2 separate regions of the Zea mays genome follow, and region 2 is linked to region 1. A link is a contact called in public Hi-C data. All regions are on one chromosome and are shown on one strand. Each heading gives the region's core, a stretch centred on a gene start, on an enhancer-like site or on the middle of the called end of the contact. The rest is flanking DNA. Distances are from core to core; before and after follow the strand shown. Region 1 holds the start of LOC100191160. Region 2 holds the start of LOC100273309.

Region 1 (2,931 bases), core at 209-2,708:
CTTCATCGAAAAAAATTCACGTTTGGACCTTAGAAAATTTTAATGTCATTTTTGGGCCCTTTACTCGGCGCCGTAGCCTATGGCGCCGAGGTAACACAGCTCGGCGCATAGGCTATGGCGCCGAGGTACGTGCTGCGTTGACACAAACGGACATCGTGGCGCCGACGTGGTACCGAGCTCGGCGCCATAGATCATGGCGCCGAGCTTCATTCTGTACAGAAAACTTGTCTAGCTCAGTTGGTAAAATACAAGGCTCTTAACCTTGTGGTCGTGGGTTTGAGCCCCACGGTGGACATTTTTTTAATACTTTTTGTCTTTGTCACTTATTTTTTTTTGTTGTCCATATTTTTCGTTTATGTCGCTGATTTGTCCGTCCTGATTTATTTCTCATCCAGTTTTTTTTGTGACTGATTTGTTTATTCATCTAGATTTTCTTTATCCGGCGAGCACAGCAGCTGTATATGCAGTAAATTTTAAAATATATCATCCATGAGACGAGTATATAATGGAGTATACTTTTATTTAGTGCAGAAGAAAAAAAGATGAATATGTGTGCTTCTTTTTACTGGGAATATGTTATTATGTATTTAAAATTTATGTTCAAAAGAACTCAATGAAAATATAATATTTTTATTTGATCACGATTGAAGTAAGAGTGTTCTCATTTGATTTTTATTGTGGTTAGCTGAGCAAACAAGGGGAGAAGTTGACAGCTTGTGAGCACTGTGGCACACAGCTGCTGTGCTTGCCGGATAAAAAAATCTGGACGAATAAACAAATCAGTCACAAAAATAAAACTGGATGAGAAATAAATCAGGACAAACAAATCAGCGACATAAACGAAAAATATGGACAAAAAAAAATAAGTGACAAAAACAAAAAGTATTAAAAAATACCAACTATGGGGCTCGAACCCGTGACCACAAGGTTAAGAGCCTTGTATTTTACCAACTGAGTTAGACAAGTTTTCTATATAAAACGGAGCTCGGCGCCAAAATCTATGGCGCCGAGCTCGGTACCATGTCGGCGCCACGACGTCCGTTTGTGCCAACGCAGCACGTACCTCGACGCTATAGCCTATGACGCCAAGTAAAGGGTCCAAAAATGACATTAAAATTTTCTAGGGTCCAAATGTTAATTTTTTCAGATGAATGACCAAAATGCAAAAAAATTCGGTCAATAGTATCATGTGAAGAATTTCATTACTATTCAAAAGGCAGGGGTAGACGGCTGACCCGAACGGAAGTGAGACAAAAAAAAAGGTAACGGATATGCCGGCACATGGCAAAAAAGAAATTCAACACGAGCTAATCACGGTCAATAGGTCTGAATGCCAAATATTTGTAACGGAAAGAATTATAATTCTATTTTAGCAATATTTGAGGTGTTCGTGGTGCTATTTCTTTAAAACACGATGATGACGCGACGCTTGGGGCATAGCATATGGTATTGGAGATGGGCTCCCGGACCCGAAATCCCCGCCGCACTTAAGTACTACAATCCCAGGGGCCAGGCCACCGGCATGTTCGCTTCCATCTGCCGGCGGCGGCTCCTCCGCCTCTGCCAAATCCCCTTCGGCACCGGCGCAATCCCTAGCGACGCCCTCCCCCACTGCCACTCCTTAGCAACCATCGCGGACGCTCCCGTCTCCGAGCCCTGTGCTGCCCTTGTCTCTTGCGGGCTCTCCCCCGCCGCCGCGGTCGCCCACAGGCTCCCAATCCGCTCCACCGCCAAGGCCGACGCCGTCCGCGCGCTCCTCCGCAGCTACGGCTTCACCGACGCGGAGGTCGCCGACCTAGTCCGCCGATTATCGCAGATCCTCAGCGTCGACCCCGACCGGATCCGCCCCAAGCTTGACCTCTTCGCCTCCCTCGGCGTCAAGCCGCGGCGGCTCGCCAGATATCCTGCCCTCCTCACGCGCAGCCTCGACAAGCACCTCGTCCCCTGCATCCAGTTCCTCCGCAACATTCTCAGCACCGATGAGGACGTCTGCCTCGCCATCTCGCGCACCCCGCGCGCCCTCTCGGCTGGCCTGGAGAAGATCATGCGGCCCGCCTTGGACACCCTCCGCCGTCTTGGGCTCCCCGACGAGTCTATCTCGAAGTTAGTAGTCATCGAGATGGGCGTGCTCATGATGTCGCCCGACCGCATATGCCAGATCTTCGAGGCCCTCAAGGAGCTCGGCTTGGGCGTAACGGAGAAGCGCTTTCCTTACGGCATCCGCGCCTTGTGCTGCATTAGTAGGGAGAAGTGGCTGCATAGGGTGGCCCTTTACCGGAGCTTCGGGGTGTCCGAGGGTGAGCTGCAGAGAGCGTTCAAGAAACAGCCGAATATAGTTAACTTCTCTGATGAGATCATAAAGAAGAAGATCCGGTTCTTCCTGGATGTGCTGAAGGTTGAACTAAGCGAAGTAATGGAGCAACCTGCGATTATAGGGTATAGCTTGGAGAGGAACATCATACCAAGGTGTGCCGTGCTAAGCTTGTTGATGAGGGAGGGAAAGATTGGGCCCAACGTCAAGTTGATTTCGGCATTGCTTGGTAGTGCCAACATGTTCTCCACAAGGTATGTATTGAGGTATGCCAATGAGTTGCCAGATGTTGTTAAGGCATACGAGGGTAAGATCACATTTGATGGCTTCAGGGAACAGGATCTTTTAGTTCCACTGAAGCTGTGAGACAAGTTTAGCAAGATTATGTCACAAGTTTAGGCGCCATGCTTTCCAATGCCATTGAGATCATAGCATGCTATGATTCTAACACTGTATTATTGTTATGTTAATTCTGGACATTTTTCACATAACCATCTTTGTAGCATTTCCCTTTTTTTATCCTCGCTAACAAATGTAAAAATACGGATCTTGTGATGCTGTCTTAGTTATTTGATCTGGTGAGCTGAACTGGTTCATTGAATCTGTTATGCTTTTGAAAT
Region 2 (2,931 bases), core at 223-2,722, 300 kb before region 1:
TGGTGCTAGTTAATTTATCAAACAATTCACAACTTTTCTTATGCTCTACACTCTAATTCAACAAAAGAACTCGACAATTCATAAAATTCCAAGTCACCTCTAATAAAATTAGGAAGTAAGGCCCTTGATCGTAAAAACAAGATCCGCAGTCACTAAATACCTTCTGAGGTGTTGGAAGTTGTAACCGGACTACAAAGACACTGACTTTTTCTCTTGTTTTATTGCATGAAAAGACAAAAAAAATCTGTATATTATAACATCTGTAGTTAACGACATGATCAACTGTACCGCAACCTGCTCTAGTTTACACAATTATTGGATTCTTCTCGATTTTTAAAGTAATATTCACAGCATGGCAACATCCAACACCTTTTGTGATATAAACCTTAATGCAGCACCAATTTCTCCAGTTACTTGTTCCATCTTCTATGGACTAACATTGTATTTATGTCATATTTGGCTAGATTTTTTGAAATGCTGAAACAAAACACCACCATGAAATGAAGAGGCACATGGAAGAAATGTAACACGAGCACCACAGAAATATGCATAACCAAGGTGCAAGCATAGAAGTAGATGAAATCTAGAGAGCAAATGAGGGACCTCTTTTGTTGAGTAGCTGAGCAAATTTGCTTACTGTCAAGGGAAATCTACAATTAGGATTCAAGGGCTATAACAGATTGCTATCTTGGGATTTTGTGTATAATTAAATCTCAGTACAAAACATGTAGTAGTTCAAAATAGCAACTAATAAGATGGATGGTGCGATTCAGTAACAACTAACAACAATGCTTCAACCTCTAATAATTGTACCATCCAAATACTGGTAGAAAATTAGAATCAGCTTCTGCAGTTAAACGCATAGGGCAGTCATGTAGAATTGATGATATATGTAGCGGGTGAGAGCATGGTGATGTACATTCTAGGCAATCTTTTTAATGCTTATGCAATTACATTTAACTTGGGTTGATCAGAATGCGTATCTACTACTACTACAAGTGACCATTCAATTTGTCACTCTCCTCAACGAGACAAATTCAGCAACAACAGCGAAGGACAAGATATGTGGCTACTGCAGGTTAAAATCATTACTCGGTGCCCTTGAGGCGTAGGATGTTGAACTGCTCCGGCGTGAGGATGGCCTCCCACTCCTCTTCCGACTTCTGCACGGATCCCGGCGGCGGCGTCGACGACGACATCGCCGCCACGCTCGGGGGCCTCCGCCCTGCCGCGCCGTGCAACGCTGACGCCGCCGCGTGGCCCCTGCACGGCCGAGCTGCGCACGAGAGGGGCGCGGATCGAGGGCGCGCGGCAGAGGGCGAGGGTGCGAGGAGAGAGGAGAGCGGGAGCGCAGCGTGCGGCGCCAAGGCAGCGCAGCGGGAGCACGAGCGGGACGCCATCCTCAGCCTCAGCAGACGCTGGACGCACATAGTTGTTTTGGCAGCAGTTAAGTGCAACGTGTCGCGTTCGTTGTCTGATAAGGTTCTGGACGGGCGTGCTTATGGACTGGTGCGTTTGGCAGGAACGTCATCTAAATTTCATCCCCTAAAACAATATTTTCTGTTCTTTACAGCACTCGCTAAAAGATTTTATACTCTATATCTTCTTTATCTCCAACAATATCCCTTAAATTTCATCTCTATATCAACAGTATTACCAGATTTGACATTCTATATTATTTTTTACCGCTCGTCAGCACATGCACAGAAATCAGCACAGTGTATAGAGCACTATCGTACATCCTCTATACATAGCACATGCATGGCATCCTCTAAATTTTAGAGAACCTTTTAGAGTCTCTTGTTGGAGGGATAAATGATCTAACAAACCTCTATATTTAGAGGACATGAGCTTTTACAGATCGTTGTTGGAGATAGGCTTAGGCTGTCTCCAGCAACGTCCCCTAAATTTTATCCCTTAAAAGAATATTTTTTGTCTTTTACAGCACTTTCTAAAAGATTATGTACTATATCTTCTTCATCTCCAGCAATATCTCCTAAATTCCATCATCTATATCAACAGTGTACTAGATTTGACATTCTATATTATTTTTTACTACTCGTTACCACGTGAGCGTACAGACACAAAAAGGATCTGACACGCATGTACCGTGTATAGAGCACCCTCTATAGATAGCGCACATATGCCATCCTCTAAATTTTAGAGGACCTTTTAGAGTCTCTTGTTGGAGGAATAAAGGACCTGACTGTCCCCTACATTTAGAGTACATGACCCTTTACAGGTTGCTGCTGGAGTCGGTCTTAGGCCATGCTCCTCTAAAGGAGGAGCTTGTTACAGAAGCTAGCGCTTTTTTCAAATCGTTTAGCAAAATAAATTCAGCTCCTCATGTAATATATGATTTGATGTATGAGACAAAAAAACATGGTGAAAAATATTTTGTGGAGTAATATTACAACAAAAGAAGATTATGGTGAAAAAATATTTTATAGAGTAATATTTGAAAAGCATTTGCACATCACAATTCACACATAAGTCATACATCACCTCAAGGATTACCTAGAAGCTAGAAAGAAAGATCGCTCTTGCGATATCATCACAAAACATATCCATCGTATGATCATTGGAGTATATACATGATAAGTCAGTTGCATTTCTATATCTGGAAGGTATGGTGGGTACATAATTCAGGTTTCGATCGCACTTATGGAAATCTTTGTATTCTCGATGGTTCTCACGAATATAATTATGAAGGCGCATGGTAGCTACAACAATCATTTTTTGCTTTTCTATGGAGTAACTTGGTATCTTAAGAAGTATACACCACTTTATTTTCACACACCAAATGTGTGTTCTACGACATTCCGAATACTTGATTAAAATATTCTTGCTCACTATTTGGTGGAGGCTCCCTTCTCCAATCAGAAACATGGTAACGTTCAACTTTGTATGGAGCCAAGTACCGGGGGCGAT

The links. A called contact is a pair of places that touch in the nucleus more often than the background predicts.
Region 2: a Hi-C map of ear shows a contact between it and region 1, with 2.9 times the contacts expected there. The contact joins the promoter of LOC100273309 here to the promoter of LOC100191160 in region 1. A contact is called at or near these places in 3 of 25 Hi-C or Micro-C datasets (ear, leaf and tassel).

What each region holds. Positions count from the first base shown.
Region 1 is chr8:109,808,723-109,811,653 of Zm-B73-REFERENCE-NAM-5.0, reverse strand. LOC100191160 reads left to right here and starts at 1,458. Exons shown (of 1, transcript NM_001136596.1): 1 at 1,458-2,896. The coding sequence starts at 1,523. The coding sequence ends at 2,677.
Region 2 is chr8:110,104,258-110,107,188 of Zm-B73-REFERENCE-NAM-5.0, reverse strand. LOC100273309 reads right to left here and starts at 1,472. Exons shown (of 3, transcript NM_001147750.2): 1 at 1,093-1,472. The coding sequence starts at 1,430.